6 separate regions of the Mus musculus genome follow, and regions 1, 2, 3, 4 and 6 are each linked to region 5. The links are chromatin contacts, called in public promoter capture Hi-C maps. All regions are on one chromosome and are shown on one strand. The core of a region is the stretch at or near the end of the contact, and the rest is flanking DNA. Distances in the headings are between cores, read along the strand shown.

Region 1 (2,700 bases), core at 166-2,665, 3.0 Mb before region 5:
AGGCCAGCAGCTTCTTGGAACTAGTATTACAATCAAGTGTGAGCCTCCATGTGGAGTGAACCCCTGTCCTCTGGAAGAGCACCCAGTACTTTTAACAACTGAACCATCTCCAGCTCCATGGGACCAATTTTTTAACAACCACCAGGGCCAGTCTCCACCTACTCCACGTCAGGGTTCTGTGTGTGCAATCCCTTCCCTCACCCAGAAACTGAGGACATCAGCACATGACAGAATTTGTGAAGATTTAAGGGCCTATTATTACATGAGCGCCTGCCACAAGTACTAAAATGCACAGAGGATTCAACACAAGCGGGACCTAACCGAAATCTCACAAGATCGGATCTGAACCAATTAAACACGATAATTAAACCTGGCTTCACCTGAAGCAAAGGCCTACCCTGCTTCACACTCCATTTTCCTGCAGCCTTCTCCAGAGTTTCCTCCTTGCCAAATTTCCTTCATCAAGGTTCATCCCCTCTTTGAAATGTCCATCATCCCAGAGTTTCTTCCCTTCTGTTACCTAAACCTTCCGGTCCATACTTCTTACTACGTTATATCAAGCAAATAACCGAGGTCATGTGTCTACAGGAGTTCGCGGTGAAATGCTGAGCTTTTTAAATGGTCATAATTTGGATTCCAAACTAAATTTTTTTTTCTTTTTAAAAAGCGAGAAGGGGAGAACGGCAAATCACGGGTTTTTAAATTTTGGACTGAAAAGAAACCACACAGCACCGGGGAGTCTTCAGTACATTGGATCCCCAACCAAAAAAAAAAAAATGTAGTCTAGCTGGGTGTGGTGGGGCATGCCTTTAATCCCAGCACTAGTAAGACAGGAAGACATATCTGTGAGGTTTAGGCCAGCCTCGTCTACAGAGAGTTCCTGGAGCCCAGGGATACGAAATGAACCCTGTCTTTTTTTTTTTTTTTTTTTTTTTTTTAAGAGAAAAAGAAAAAAACCCAAGGCAGTCTACTTTGGGCGCTCCGCTACTGTAACTACCAAGCACAAACCACAACTTGCTGAGAGGGCCCGGAGCATCGCAAGGTTACTTCACTGGGATACAATTTAACCAGGACCGCGCTCCTTCCCCGCCCTCCCTCCGCAGTGAGGCCGCCTCAGGGAGCGGGCGCGGGGTGTCCAGCCCGGCTCCGCATCATCCCGGGCGCACCGGGAGCGCCGCGCCTCGGCCAAGGTCACCGGTCAGCGCGCCCGCGCAGCGTCCACCCGGCCCACGGCCCCGCGAGGCTGACCCCGTCCCGCGCCGCGAAGACAGAGGCCGGCCGTGCCTCACTCACATGTTGTTGAAGCGGAACAGGTCGTCGCAGGTGAAGGCCCGGAGCGTGGTCATTGCGCCGCCGCCAGCCTCCAACCCGCTCGGCGCGACCCCGCGCCCGCACTACCGGAAGTACTCGCGCCCGCGGCCGCCATGGGGTGGGACAAAGAACTACTTCCGGACCAGAGGTTGCTGGGCAACAAGAGTAGCGTCGTAGCTCTCTCTGGCGGCTGAAATCAGCAATTGCCTTAATGATCCGCGCCCCGCAGACCCTTTCCAAAAAGTAGGCAGAGTAGTAACAAGGAGAAAGAAGCTGGAGTCAGAGAGCCAAATCGTAAAAGCAAGCTTCAAAACTACAAAGATGCTTCACAGGGTGAGTTAGGAAGTGATCCCTAAAAGGATGGCTCAGGGCCTCTTCTCTCAACCACTGTCATGAACCAGGGATGTGACCTTAAATTTTCTAGCACATTAAAATTATTTAGAAGAAAGGAAGGAAAGAAGGAAGGAAAGGAGGGAGAGAGGGAGGGAGAGAAAGAGAGAGAGAGGAAGAAAAAGAAAGGAAGGAAGGAAGAACAGAAAGAAAGAAAGAAAGAAAGAAAGAGAGAGAGAGAGAGAGAGAGAGAAAGAGAAAGAAAGAAAGAAAGAAAGAAAGAAAGAAAGAAAGAAAGATTATCTGTATAAAAAATGTGAATATCTTATCTTATTTTGGCAATAAGACTTTGAAATCTGGTCCATATATTTGCAGTTTATTTTAATCCGAGAGAAAAATGATCAGAACTATTTGTTTTCGATGCTGATTTTAATAAATGTGTGATTAAAGAGCAGATCAAGCCAGGAATAGTGCCTTACACCTGTAATCCCAGTAGTAAGGAGACAGAGACAAGAGGCTGTTAGTGAGCCTCGAAAACCCTGGTCTATATAGTGAGTTCCAGGCCAGTCAAGGACACATAGTGTGACCGTCTCAAATACATGCATACAAGATGATAGAGCTATCAAAGTAATCCAAACATGTTTCCAAATAACCAAATGAAACATTATCTCATGTCTAAGTTGAAAGTTAACCATTAGGAATTACATTCTTTCATCTGGCCTGCTACATTTTAAGCACCAGCCCAGCGTCTCCACGGCATAGACCCAGTGACTGAGGAGACTATGTACTGTCGGGCTGTGAAGCTGCCTTCCCCTCTTCTCCTTACCAGCAGTTGGGGTGGTCCTGGAGAACATGCTGCTGAGCTCAAACCAATCCAACTCAGCGAGATGCCTACATTACAGCAGACTCACATCCCCAACTCCTTTGGGACTCAGTTGCTCCGCAGGTGTCTTGGGAATTCCTTGGCCAAACCTGAGGGCCAGGTGTGGTGGAGAAGAAAGCAAATGGTTGAAAGAGCAGGTAGTCCCAGTGGCTCCTCGCCAAGCTTTGTCTCTAAGC
Region 2 (2,700 bases), core at 20-2,519, 4.0 Mb before region 5:
ACCACCAACATACGCCTAAATGGTTAATTTTTTTTTTCTTAAGTGGGAGATTAAGAGATCCCTAGAGTAGGTGAGCAGGACTGTGTCAGAAGGAAAAAAAAAAAAAAAAAACGGATGTAGAAAGAAGATAAAACACGGAAAGAAGAGTTAGGGCCCGTGGGAGTTACTTAACAAGTAATTGGCAAAAATTAAGTCTAGTGTAAGATGCAATTCCTTTGAAAAATCACTTACTTTACCTCACCTGCAATTACTGTTATGATCTTAGAATTGTTACAGCCCTCCTGTTCCTTCTGAATGATTCTGTAACTTTAACACCCACTAAATGTTTTGTTTATCAAAAGATCCAAAAATCTATTTCCTTTCTTGTCAACTAATGAGATTTCTAAGTCCAATTAATTTGGCAGCTAAATAAGTGTTCCAACAACTTATCTTTCCATGTGGTTATTTATAGTCAATTGCTTTGTACTTTTTTCTATTTATGCATTCTTAGATCTAGCTTTTTCCAATGGTTCTCATCTTTCATGTCTTAATCAAAGGCAATCCCAACCCTCGAAGCTGAACCCGTTGAAAATTTCATCCTTTTACTAGAAATTTAGTCAGCCCCAGACACTTCTAAAAGACTACAGCGCGCGCGCAAACACACACACACACACACACACACACACACACACACACACACACACACACACACACACACCATTCCAGCCTGCGTTCCTGGACCTGTCATCTTTGATGCAGTGCGGCTGTCAAAGTAGGATGACAACTTGAAGAGAGAGTGAGGAGGGGGCATGTAGGACTAGAGAGGACTAAAGAAATTCACAAGGTTTGATCAAGACTGGCAGGCAAAAAAACTCCCACTCTCACTTCCGGCCGCATCCGCAGGCTGAGGGACCTGGCTTTGGTTGTCATGAGAGATTACAGTCTCTCTGCGCTTTCAAACAAGGGGCATCCGTGGTAAAGTTGTGCTCCTAACCCCTTCTGGGGCTAGTTGGGGGTCGCAGGCGAGTTCCAACACTAGTGAACCACTGGCGGGAAGTGGGCCGGACACCGTACCCCGATGCTCTCAGTGGCGCCGCTGACTCCCTGCCCCGTCCCGCGGCCGTACCTGTCCCGCAGAGCCTGCTGGAGCTGGCCCACCCTTTCGTAGTAGCTGGGGCTCGCCAAGGGCGCAGAGGTGGCGGAGGCCTGGCGCAGGCCACCACCACCGCCACCGCGCCCTCGCGGCATTGCCACAGGGCAGCTGGCGGGCCAGCGTTGCCCAAGGAGACCGCCCCAACATGCACCGCGGGTAAACAAGGCGCCTAGCGGCCTGAAGAGGGCGGGGCGAAGGGCGGGGCGCCGAGGAGGCGGGGTTAGCCGCGGTGTGGGTCCGGGAGGGGCGAAGACAGAGAGACTGGCAAGGGTGGAGCAGCCCTGGTGGTACAGGGAGAAGACAAGGGAGCTGTGTCACGTTCTCTCTGCTACCGCTGTGTTTCTCTTCCCCTACAGAATCCGTCCTACACGCATTCATTTTATCAGATGCAGTTTCTTATTTACCTTCCTAGAATTTGCAGTGAGAGACCCTGTGACAAGATTGTTTTGATACCAGCACTTAGAAAGCAAAACAAAAAGCTAGAAGAAAACAAAATTTAAGAACCGCAAATATGCCCTTGATCTCAGCACTACGGGCAGAGGCAGTAGGAATTCTGAGTTCGAGGCCAGTCTAATTTACAGAGTGAGTTCCAGGACAACAAAGACAACACAGAGAAACCTAGTCTCAAAACACCAAACCCCACCCCCAAACAAAATAAAACAAACAAACAAAGAAACCAAATATGCCATCCCACGCTGGAATGTTTTTCAATGCTCAGGTTGCCATCAGCCCTTTCAGGGGAGAAAGATTTGGTTTCTAACTAGGTCCTTGTGAATCAAACCGTTTACTTCTGCAGTCAATTCTCCAACAAGGCCCCCAGCCAGACTACATTGGCATAAACCCTATGTCCCACAACTCAGCTGTGACCATACAAAAAGCCTAGGTGCCCCAGAGTGAATTGGGCAGACTATTACAGCAAGACTAACTTAACCTTAGATCAGTTCAGAGGAACTACTGGTTATAAAGGCCCAGAACAGAATCAGTCTTTATTCTTGCCTCCATCAACATGGCAAAAGGCTTCCTGAAGAAAGACAACTGGATTCTAAAACCCACTTGGAATAGGAAATTAAAAAAAAAAAAATGTACACACGTACTTGTAGTCAATGTGGTTCCTTATCCTAGACTTTTAATTTTATGTCTCTTTTCTCAAGTCGGTAGTTTTATTTTCATGCAAAGCATCCCTGACACCAACATTTCTTTAATAGTGTGTCAGGACTCCATGGGGATTGCACCATATCTGAATGGGTTAGGGATAGGGAGCTGTGTGTCAAAAAGTTCAGCAACAGTAAACCGTTCCTGAATGTGTAATGACCAAAACTCAATTGAAAAATCAAGGCATAATAAATCTAAGCTGCTTCTGACGGCATGTGTCCGTGTCTTGTCCCACTATAACATGCTCACTATACACTGCACATGTCCATTGCGCTCTGACTTATAGTACCATACTGGCATTAGGGGAAGCAACGAAATGGTCAAGTCAGCAACCCTAAATTATGATTTTGCCTATCCTTCCTTCCTCATACTGTCTGCCTAAATGCTGAAAGGTAGAATATATCCATGTAATCTCA
Region 3 (2,700 bases), core at 105-2,604, 4.1 Mb before region 5:
GACCTCCAAAACTCAAGCCTACCTCTCTCCCAAGTGCTGGGAGTAAAAGTATGTGCCACGCCTTGGCCCGATATACGTTTAAACGAGTTCTCCGTTAAATTACAAATTTTACCGTCAGATTTATGGATTAGCATTAGAAAAACTGGGGTGGTGGTGAATAAATAGCTAATTCCTCTTCTACCCAAAATTAGATAGACCTAAAACCGATAAATCAAACTTAACCATATTAAGAGACACAACCAAAACAGTTCAAAGTGTCTGTTACGAAAAAGTGGCTCTCCCTTTGGAAGACCCCCCCCCCCCAGGAGAACACAATGTTTATAAAGAAATAATGGTTCAGCTTAGCAATTTGTCTTTGGAGAACACAAAAATATACTAGGATTGTCACCAAAACAAAGCTTTTGGTTTCTTCTAAGACAGGAAGTGAGAAAGTAAATAACTTCAGCGGGAGAAATAGGTTCTTGGAGAGAGGCGGTTCTAAAGCCGAAAGTGGGAGGGGACACATGTGCCCGGAACTTTTCCAATCCAGAAATTCTAACTTAGAGTACAAAGTCGAACTCGACAGAATTACGCGAACGACAAAAGCAACACTCACGAATCGGAACGACTTAAAAGTCTGCCTGTAAACTAGCAAACTAACGGAGGCAGGAAGTGAAACACAGCGAGCTGCCCGGCATTCGTACAGCAAAGCCCGCCAGGGAGAAAGAGCGCTCCCCTAGCCTAGTCCTTCGTAACTAGCTGCTGCCCGCGCACGCTTAACTGCAACAAATGGCCAGGCTCGGGTGGAAAACAAGCGATCCAGCCAACGGGAACTCCGGGCTCAAGACAGTGGACCAACCAGCGGTCCCTACCCTGCCAACCTTGCTGCCCGCGCTAGGGGGGCTGACTAGCCTGGGCGCCCTTTGGAGCTCAGTGAGCGGCGCGGAGGGAACAAAGCCGTGGGCGGAGCCTGGGGTGCCCCGCTTCGCAGGCGGGGGAGGAGCCGCCCAAGCCCCCAAAGCCCCCTACTCGCCCTCGCTCCGCCCAGACCGCCTCCGGAACCGCGAACCCGCGAAGCGGCCCGTGAGGCAGCTTGGGGCGGGCGCCCATCCCCGAGGGCCTCGGCCTAGACCTGCCACGCCGGGTCCCCACTCCGGCGTACTGGCCGCCTCCTCACCTTCTCCTCCACGCAGTTGACAATGATGGACGGGTACTTGCGGCTGAGCCAGCGGAAGAACGCCGGGACTCCCATGACCAGCGGGCAGCTCGAAACAGCAGCCGGGCCAGCGGGAGAGTGTAACCAACGAGACTAGCAGGAGCGGCAGCCGCGGGCACCAGCACTTCCTCCCACGTGCGTTCAGCGGCCGGAAGTTACGTCATACCACCACCGCGGGGGATGCAGGGAAAGGAGCTCGGTTAAGTGGAAGTTCATTTAGACTGCCGGAGTGGAGGCCCGGCTGGGCGAGCTGTAGACCTGGCTCGCCGCGTTCTCTGGTAAAGCCTTTGAGAGCCGACTCCTGGCGGATGCCTTCTCCGGCAATCCAGCCAAGAGCGCCGGCCACATTAGGCCCGCAGCCGCAAAGTCCTTGTGTGGCCGAGACTTTGGAAAGGCGTGGCCTATCTTACTTCCTTTCTCACAATCAGTCTTGAGCTGAATAGAAGCATCTACACTCTAGTTTCCATTTCCTGGTTTCTCTCATTTCTATGCTGCTGTGCCTGGCCGAACTATGAAAAAGCATCCTCAAGTGTTTTGCAATTTTTTTTTAAAATCTGCTTTGCATAAGCAACTTTTTAAAAATATGTTTAAGATTTATTTTTAGTTACGCAATGTGTGTATATGTACATGTGGCTTTGTGAACGAGTGCTGGTACCTGTGGAGGCCAGAGGTTTCAAATCCCCTGGAGCTGGAGTTACAAACAGCAGTATTCAGCCTGCTGTGGCTGCCAGCAATCAAACTCTACTTTGGAAAAACAGCATGAACGCTTTACTGCTGAGCCATCTCTCAGCCCAACGAGGTCACTTTAAACAGTTGCAGAGTCTAGCCAAAATTTGCTAATATCACGTTCTAGCATTTATTGAGTACCTGTGATGTGCTTAGGCAAGGAACTAAAGAATTTTCTTATTTAATCACCAGTTGAGCCTTCTGTGCTGGCTGGCCGTGTCATTTGGGTGACTCCAGTGTAAAAAATATTCTCCAAACAGAAAAAGCAGTTTATTAGATTACGTGCATGCAGCAGGCAGGAAAGTAAAAAGCTAAAAGGGGCTTGTTTTGAGGAAGCCTGTTTCTATGTGGGCAGTAACAGCCTGGCCTTGAGGCAGTGATTGTTTGCCTGAGTCAGGCACAGTGTAACAACTCCACCCATCCTGTGGTCTTGCTCTACCGTTTTTGGGGGGGGTTTGGTTTTTTGTTTTTGTAACACAGATAACGGGTTATCAAAGAGCTAAATTGCTTGCTTATTCATACTGCTTGTATTTCACTTTAACCAAGGGTCATTTAATCCTCTGTTCTCAACCAACATGATATTTGTATCCCTTCTTTTCTGGTGGCTTCAAATGTACCCTGTCATATCCCCCATCCCACCTGCAGCATATGAAAGAAGTCTAGAAAGAGGAGGGAGGTATCTGCCCATTTGCTCAAGCTTGAAAGTCTCTTCCCTGAATCCCCCCTAGGCCTGACAAATCACAATCACAAAGGCTCACCTTAAGAGACCTCTAAAGTGT
Region 4 (2,700 bases), core at 178-2,677, 3.6 Mb before region 5:
AGATTATGGCCTTCATCTATGATGTCATCTGGGGATGCAGGAGGCGCAACAGCTCTCCCATCATCCTAGGCATGGAGATTACATCTCTAGGTCTGTGAGATTTCTGCTGTTAGGTGATCTGTCTGTAGTCTGTTTTGTTTTGTTTTGTTTTGTTTTTTTGGCTAAATACTGTTCCTTTGGGTATATCTTAGTCGTAGCCATGCTATTTTGATAACTCTAAAAATAGAATTTACCAGAACGGAGAAGTTTTTGCATGCTGAGTTGAAATGTGTAGGGCTGCTTTATCATCTTTTTTTTTTTTTAACTTAATGAGTTTATTGAGTGCCTGTAGAGATCAAATACCAAGCTTAATACAAGGGTGTGTACATTTCTAGCACTTTCCTCCACTAGAGAAAAAGACTCTTGGATTATGCCTATTTGGATGAAAAACATGTGATTCTAAGGTGCCTCTTTAGGTACTTGCTAATAAAGCCAAAATATCAAACCTTGGGGATCCAGATGATAATAAACAATTATATAGTCAGTTTTCTGGTAAGAAATCATTTGAGCATCTTCTGTCTTAAAGTCTTGCTTCAGTGAATAGGCATCTGGCCTTAAAAAGCATGTTGGCCCGAGAGTCAGGTCCTTCAGGTTCTATTTCTGGTTCTGTTATTGGATTGCTATGAGGCCTTGCATAACCCAGGAGCTCTATCCGCAAAGCAAGAGGCAAGACTGACCTCTGCACTTGAGATTGGGTTCCAGATGCCTTGGGGACTGAGTGGACCTCACTGGACAACAGGCCCACTCTTCTCTGCTACCAAAGCCATTTATTTACTTTAGTGTGAAATTAGAGATCAGATTTTGACATGGCCACACGTGCTTTGTCTTGCTCCTTAGTGTGAATCCAGAAGTAAAAAAAAAAAAAAAAAATCTAGAAATAGTTTTCAAAATTTAAAAGTCCTACAGCTTTTCTTACTTTGTGTGTGTCTGTGAGAGAGTGGGGGGTTGGGAGGGGTAGGTACGCAGGCCAGGCAGTAGAGGGGAGGGAGTGTGAGTTTCAAGGGTGGCATCTAGCACTCTGGAAAGCAGGTCGCTGCGCTTCGTCTTGTGGGGACTACAGTTCCCGGGAGCACTTGCGGCCCATATAGGGGCGGGAGCTCGCGGTCCTGGTCATATGGAAAACACCGCAATCTGATTGGAGGTCACTGCGCAGACTCGAAGCTGGGCGCGCGTCCCCGCGAGGTTCCTAGCCTCAGGCTCCTAGTGCGTGAACAGTCCGGGATGTGCGCGTGCGTCGCGCCGGAGGGCGGACCAGAGGCACCCGTGGGGCGGGGCCGAGGGTTTCGCATCGACACCGCCTTCCTGCCCCGCCCCTGACCGTTCGGCCCGCCCCTCCTTCCTGGAGCCTCCGCTGAGGCTGAGGCGGCGAGGCGGCCGGGAGGGGGGCGGCTTGTGGCCGGAGCGACACGCGCCCGTCGCGACCCTATGCAGTGACTCGTGCGGCGCAGGCGCCTCCTGCCCCGCCGGCGGGGCCCAGGCTTACCGCGGCGGGATGTTCTCCCGAAGGAGCCACGGAGATGTGAAAAAGTCCACGCAGAAGGTGCTGGACCCCAAGAAGGACGTGCTGACCCGCCTGAAGCACCTGCGGGCGCTGCTGGGTGAGGCGTGGGGCGTGGGCTGTGGGTCAGAGCCACCTGCCGGGAGGGCCGGGTCCCACCCGCGGCGTGGGCCTGATGGGGTCTCAGGTCCGAGTGATGTAGAGAGCTGGGAATGGTGCGCAGCCGACCTTTGCTAGCCTAGATCGGGACCCTTGAGGCATTGTTCCTGAAGGCTGTACGTTGGCCCTGGGCGCTGCTCTGTCGTCCCAAGTGTAAACTTAGCCAGGATTCTCTTTTGGGTGCCTAGCCTCGGGTAACCTCTGTGCCTGAGAGCAGGCACAGAGGTGACTATAAGCTGTCCTCTCCAGGAAATAAACCAAGCACAAGTGGGGCGGGCTTGAACACACACACACACACACACACACACACACACACACACACACACACACGCACACGCAGCCCTACCTCTCTGCCACCTCCTCTCTGCCACCTCCCTCTCCCTCTCCCATTCTAAAAATTTAAATTCTTGACAACTTGGGTTAGACCAATAGCTCATGTGGTCCCATCACAGACTTCGTTGAACTACCATCTCTCACTCACTCTCCTTTTAAAATGTTACTATGTTTGAGTGTAAGACTTTAGGTAGGATTGATTTCAGCTGACCCCAGGACAGATTAGATGTCATTTCTTCTCTCCTGCCCTTCTCTCTTTTAAATTTACATTTTTTGGGGGTTGGGGGAGGGAGGATGGAAGGGTCCGGCTGATAGCTGTTTCCTTGGGTCTTTGGTGTGAAGGGGGCTCTGATCAGAGGAAGCTAGGCTTTCTTTGGGTCCAGGGAGGCAGCTTCTCCCTTATCATCAGAGTGACAACCATTACTCCCTTTTGCCTTCCCTATTCATGGCCTGCAGGGTGGAGGTTCTGCAGAGCCCAAGTGGGCCTGGAATTGACTTGTGATGGCTTGAAAGCTCTCCCCTGTGGGTGTGAAGTGTCCACAGGTTATCTGATGCTGGTGATGTGTAGCTTGGCTAGGCTATGCATTAGTTCTATCTTCTGTCTGTCTGGACAGACTTATCTGTATTTGGGGGCCAAGGAAAAGACAGGTTTCTTCTACATATGTATACTG
Region 5 (2,700 bases), core at 138-2,637:
CTTTACATATTCATGCCTGACTTACTTTTGAATGTGTGTGTGTAGTGTGCACCTGTGCTGGCAGAGGCTGGGAAAGAACATTCGATCACCTAGAGTTACAGATGGTTGTAAACTGCCCGATGTAGGAGCGGAGAACGGAGTCCCCATCCTCTGCAAAAGCATCAAGTGCTCTTAACTGGCAAGAGTCATCGCTCCAGCCCCAGAATAACTGTTTTACATCCATCATGTAAACGATATGAGATCCAAAACAAAAACCAATGTTTCTGAACAAGAACCACAGTATAGAAAATAAATATAATGAAGTTATGTGTCCTTTTGTTAAATAACAAGTTATAGTATCAGCTTCACAACTGGCCTAATTTCAAAGTCAAAATAAAAAAGGAAGAACAATCTGAGAGAGCTGCAACAGTCCCTAAATATCTGTGATTTCCAGTATCATCAAAATTTCAGATGTTACTACAGCTGCACATTTTATTTTAATTAGAGGAGACTATATAGAGGTAATCCCCCCCCCCCCATACACGTTCAGGAGCTTTAAGAGACTTTATTTGGTGATTCTTCTGAGTAACAGTTCTCCTGGCAGTTGTCCTTACCAAACTGATGCTGTGCTTAGCAGTTAGTCAATGGGGAGCCTCACGCGGGGAGCCTCACACTTGACTTCCGGAGGAAGCTTCTGTGCAGGTTAAGTCCTGGAAGACTTTAAAAAGTCTAAAATTTCTAAAGACAGAAACAAATGAAAGGGGTACCAGAGATTCATTGGAATTTGAGAAGATGAGCAAGCCCTTAAAAACCTTCCTGTTTATTCATTTTTCTTGGTGCAGAGAGTAAATTAATCAAGGGGTGGCTGTTCAGTCATTTCTCTGGCGAGAAACCTCGCTGCTTCTAGTTTAAAATCCGCAGGCTTGCTGTTCGTGTTCCGTGGGCCGCAGCACTTTGTCGGTTGTGTCAAATCGCAAGGTGGTGTTGGAATCAGAGGATTATGTACACGTGTAGGCTGCTGGAAATTATGGATAGAATGGCCTGCATAAGCCCAAACTGGACAAGCAAAACCTCCAGGAACAGGAACTCACATTAACAAGTGATTTGCAGTTGAGTGCAGAATTCGCACACCTGTTCTTGGTTGTCTTGGTTGCTCTCAGCGACTCTACAGCTGGTAGGGTGTTGAAGCCCTGCCCGCCCGAGAGCGCACCCTACACAGTTTGTCCCCAAGCAGCTCCCATATACGGCGGGCTCCGCCCCTGCCCGTGGCTGCCACAGCCGGGTGCAGCCTGGCTGGCGGCTGTGCCTGGACCCGCCCGCTGCTTCTGCTATTGCGCATGCGCCCCATTTTCAACCCTCCGAGTTTTCCCGCCCTTGATTGGCTGACTCTGCGCCCATTTCTAAACTTGTAAGCGCCTTAGTCCAGGCTTTGTAGGACTCCGAACAAAGGGGACGTTCTGATTCTACCCTACCTTGAAGGGTTCTAGGAAAGCTGAGATGAGGACTCCTGGTACTAGTGGACCACACATTGGCCGTCGTATTATTTCACTTAGTCTATTATTAAACCCTTGGAGTTCCAGTTTAGCAGGCGAGGCAGACTGGAAGACTCAAAGCTAGTATTGGAGTTCGAGCCAAAAACCCGGGAGACTTTTTCGGCTCCCCTCAGGGACTTAAGCAGCATCACATCTAAGCTTTCTAGAGACCATTTGAACCGAAGTCATCTGCCCGGGAGTGAAATAATAGCGGGGATATGCTGGTCTTGAGGACAGAATGTTCCATTGTGGTCGTTAGAGACCTCGAGGGTGAGGAGGAGCAAGTCAGTAGGCTTGCTTTATACTCCATCAGCAAGTGCAAAGGCAGGAGATCAGGGTCCAGGAGGAAGGCTGGTCTGTAAGTTTTGAGCGACCCTGACTGGGGCAGGAGGAAGATAGTTGATACTGGAGTTTTTGTGTCCAGCAGGTGACTTACAGGTGAAGGCATAGGGTTAACTGAATGAATTTACAGGGAGATAGCCCGGTAAGAAATCACTGATGCCAGGGGCTTTAGCTCATAAAAAAAAAGGGAAGAATAAGAAGAAGAAGGAGAAGGAGAAGGAGGAGAAGGAGGAGAAGGAGGAGGAGGAGGAGGAGGAGGAGGAGGAGGAGGAGGAGGAGGAGGAGGAGGAGAAGGAGAAGAAGAAGAAGAAGAAGAAGAAGAAGAAGAAGAAGAAGAAGAAGAAGAAGAAGAAGAAGAAGAAGAAGAAGAAGAAGAAGAAAGAAAGAAAGAAAGAAGAAAGCGGGTGTCCTCACTTTTGATCCAATGACTAAAGTTAAATTGCTAAACTGTCCCCAAAATGCAAAAACTCCCTTTAGATATGATTCCAACCAATATAACGACATTTCTATCTGCCTAAAAAAATCCTCGATCCTTTGTTTTCTTGGTACCCTAAATTTTGTGGTTCAGAACACATGCTTAGAACTCTTTGAAGAAACAGAGCAGTCCCTCAGAGTTCTCCACGACCTTTCGCTTCTCAACAAGACAGATGAGTTGACGAGCACGGGCCGTATAAAGTCAGGACCATGTTATTGGTTGCAATGCTCGTTTTCGGTAGTCCATTCCTCGGTTTCCTTGAGAATGCTCTAAATGCAGTGATCGTCCTGGGCCTGACTGGGTTTGACTTTCCGAGTTAGAGACAGCACAGCCGGTTGCCATTGACTTCGAGGTGGGGCTGCGCTGGGGCGT
Region 6 (2,700 bases), core at 140-2,639, 3.3 Mb before region 5:
CGTAGAGCCCGTCCTCGGAGCCTGACTCGGATACGCCGCCAGGGCTCGGCGTGTCCCGATCGCTGCTGCCGCCGCCCGCAGCCTCGCGCGCCTCCGCCCTGGTGGCGGCTTCTGGCTCTGGCGCGCGGGCCGCCGCGGGCACCGGCCGTGGTTTGTGCCAGCGGCGGTGCGAGGCCAGGTTGGCCGGGCAGCTGAAGACCTTGGCGCACTCTGGGCAGCGGTACTCCACGCGCACGATGCGCGAGCACTTGTGCTGCGCCAGCGCGAACGGGTCAGCGTACTCCTCCTTGCACAGCTGGCAGATGAACTCGCCCAGGGGTCGGGTCGCGCCCCCCGCGCGACCCCGCGGCGCCTCCACCGGGCCCTCCTTGATCTTGAGCCCCAGAACCGGCGACGTGGTCACCTCGTCCTCGAAGTGCAGCTTGCGGATGGCCTTCGGCTTTTTGGCGCTCGGGGCCTTGGCTGCCTTGGCGGGCGGCTCTGTAGCGACAGCGGCGGGGGGCGCCGGTCGCTTGCCCGGGGGCCGCAGGGCCGCGGCGGGGGACAGTGGAGGACCGGTCCCAGGACCCCGGGCCGCCTCGGCGCCGGCGGAGAACGCAGTGCCCATCTTGAGCTCGGCGGGAGCGAAGAGCAGCGCGTCTCCGCCGCAGGTGCCGCCGCCGCCGCCGCCAGCGCCGTTGGCGCCGCTGCCTCCCCCTGCGAGCAGCGCGGCGGGCGTGGGGAAGGACTCAGCGGACACCGGCGAGCCCAGGTTGAAGCTGCGCTCGAAGTACTTGTGCTTCTCGTGCTCGCGGCTCACCGGCCGCGTGGGACTGTAGAGAGGCGCCGGGTGCGCAGCCTCGGGGTTGCCGAAGTGCGCGGCCCGCGGGCCTGGCGGGGGTGGCGGCGGCGGGCCTGGCGCGCAGGCGAGCGCGGCGGCGAGCGCAGCATGGGCGCGCTCCGCGAGCGCCGGCGGCGGAGGTGGCGGCAGCGGCCCGGGGCTGGGCACCGGGGGCTCGGCGCGGGCGCCCCCGCAGCCGGGTGACAGCAGCAGCGCCCGGTCACTGTCCTCGCCGCCGCGGACCCGGTAGGACACGGGCGTGGACTTCTTGCTGCGCTTCACCAGAAACCCGCGGGGCATGTTGGCGCGGTGAAAAGGGCGACGCACTGGTTGGGTCCCACCTCCGTGCTCGGCCCTGGCGGCCCTCAGTGACCCCAGCCCATCGCCTGCACGCGGCGGCTTCGGGACTCCCGCAGTGCCCGCGGCTGCTGGCCCGGCTCTGCGCTCCGCACGCGCGTCCCTGTCCCCGGGCCCGGGCGCCGCTCCCTTTTAACGGGGGGAGGGGGCCATTGTTCTCGCCTCCCGCTTCCCCCAGAGCCAATCAGAGCGTCCGCAGCTCCTCCGCCGACGAGGGCGGGAGGGCGACGGAGCGGCAAAAAAGGGGCCGGGACTCGAGGGTCGCCCGGTAGGTGCGGCAGATGTACCTGAGGGCGCGGGGCCCCAGCGCGCGCCCCTCGGCCGCCCCGCCCCGCCCCGCCCCGCCGCGCCCGGCGCCGCCGCCCCGCCTGGCCCAGGCACACGCCCGGCCCCGCCTCCCTTCACGGTCTGCTGCTCCTCTATGGGGAGGCGCACGTGCCTGGGCTTTGTGTGTCTCCTCCGGGGGGCGCGGAGCCGCCAAATGGGCCCGTCCATCAGCACGACAATGTGCGCCCCCCTCCCGCGCGAGGATTACCCGCGGGTCGCGAGCTAAATAGCAACAAAGGAGAAGAATGGCCCCAAATATGTCAGGAGGGTTCAATCCGCGAGCCGGAGCCCAGGGGGAAATTGGGCGCGCTGATGGGGTGGGGGCAGGGGCGACCCGAGGGCCGCGGCTGCTGCGGGAGAAGGGCGCGGGAGCTCCGCGCGTCGTATGGAAAATCATCGGCAAGGGGAACGCGCAACTCAACTCCGGACAGCCAGTGGCCCGACCGTGCTCTGGCCGCGGGAACCCGGGCTTCAGAGAGTAAACACGTTGAGCCAGCGGGCTTCGGCGGAGCGCCGGGTCTGGGCTCACGGGCTCAACCTGCCGGCGGGCCTCGAAAGCTTCTCTCGAGTTGGAGAAACTGTTGGCATAGCACGTTTTCGATCGCCCTCGGATGCGAGGCTGCATCCCTGGCCTGCTGGCTGGCTTCCAAAAGGAACTTGAATATCTGAAGTTACGTTCCTTTCCCTAATATGCCTGAAGCCGGAGGATTGGCATCTTTGCCAGGGTCGGACCCAGGCTTCAGGAGCCTCCTCGCTGTCCAGGGCGTAGGCAACGCCTGTGGAGTTGACCCAAGTGGGCCACGCACGGTGAAGTTGGTTTTCACCCTCTGCGCAGCCTCATGCATTTTCATTCTGAGCGGGCATTTTGTCTGTGGGTTGACATCAGATGCTAAATCAAGGGCTCCAATCAAGGCGCTGCGGAATAAAGCAACCGCCTGTCTGGGCGCGGGGGCCCCCCCCCCCCGGAGTCGTGCCCCCTTCACCTTTGTGAAGGAAATTAACCTCCCGCTATTGAGCGCGGGTCGCGGCCAATCTGGACGCAAAAGAGACGCGTGCTGCCGGGGGTGTGGGGAGGTGGGGGTGGCCAATCTGTCCTCAGAGGGAGCCTGCAGCCTGAGAGGACCAGCCGCTTCCTCCCGTGCCACTGGCAAGAGACAACAACGAAGGACACCCCTGGTACACACACGCCACACTAG

Evidence for each region. Promoter capture Hi-C pulls out the DNA fragments that hold promoters and counts their contacts.
Region 1: a contact with region 5 is called in a promoter capture Hi-C map of pre-B cells, with 4 times the contacts expected there. The contact joins the promoter of Naa20 here to the promoter of Kif16bos in region 5. A contact is called at or near these places in 2 of 39 promoter capture datasets (liver and pre-B cells) and 1 of 9 other capture datasets (liver).
Region 2: a contact with region 5 is called in a promoter capture Hi-C map of pre-B cells. The contact joins the promoter of Kiz here to the promoter of Kif16bos in region 5. A contact is called at or near these places in 1 of 39 promoter capture datasets (pre-B cells) and 1 of 484 Hi-C or Micro-C datasets (CD4 T cells).
Region 3: a contact with region 5 is called in a promoter capture Hi-C map of pre-B cells. The contact joins the promoter of Xrn2 here to the promoter of Kif16bos in region 5.
Region 4: a contact with region 5 is called in a promoter capture Hi-C map of pre-B cells. The contact joins the promoter of Ralgapa2 here to the promoter of Kif16bos in region 5. A contact is called at or near these places in 1 of 39 promoter capture datasets (pre-B cells) and 1 of 484 Hi-C or Micro-C datasets (CD8 T cells).
Region 6: a promoter capture Hi-C map of pre-B cells shows a contact between it and region 5, with 6 times the contacts expected there. The contact joins the promoter of Insm1 here to the promoter of Kif16bos in region 5. A contact is called at or near these places in 1 of 39 promoter capture datasets (pre-B cells) and 1 of 484 Hi-C or Micro-C datasets (embryonic stem cells).

Annotation. Positions count from the first base shown.
Region 1 is chr2:145,901,956-145,904,655 of GRCm38.p6, reverse strand. Naa20 (N(alpha)-acetyltransferase 20, NatB catalytic subunit) reads right to left here and starts at 1,415. Exons shown (of 6, transcript NM_001141965.1): 1 at 1,294-1,415. The coding sequence starts at 1,346.
Region 2 is chr2:146,854,449-146,857,148 of GRCm38.p6, reverse strand. Kiz (kizuna centrosomal protein) reads right to left here and starts at 1,269. Exons shown (of 14, transcript NM_001033298.4): 1 at 1,106-1,269. The coding sequence starts at 1,227.
Region 3 is chr2:147,011,653-147,014,352 of GRCm38.p6, reverse strand. It overlaps Xrn2 (5'-3' exoribonuclease 2), which reads right to left and starts at 1,354. Exons shown (of 30, transcript NM_011917.3): 1 at 1,157-1,354. The coding sequence starts at 1,231.
Region 4 is chr2:146,510,731-146,513,430 of GRCm38.p6, reverse strand. It overlaps Ralgapa2 (Ral GTPase activating protein, alpha subunit 2 (catalytic)), which reads left to right and starts at 1,427. Exons shown (of 41, transcript NM_001033348.3): 1 at 1,427-1,637. The coding sequence starts at 1,532.
Region 5 is chr2:142,901,652-142,904,351 of GRCm38.p6, reverse strand. Kif16bos (kinesin family member 16B, opposite strand) reads right to left here and starts at 1,387. Exons shown (of 2, transcript NR_131921.1): 1 at 1,111-1,387; 2 at 780-997.
Region 6 is chr2:146,220,686-146,223,385 of GRCm38.p6, reverse strand. Insm1 (insulinoma-associated 1) reads right to left here and starts at 1,389. Exons shown (of 1, transcript NM_016889.3): 1 at 1-1,389. The coding sequence starts at 1,120.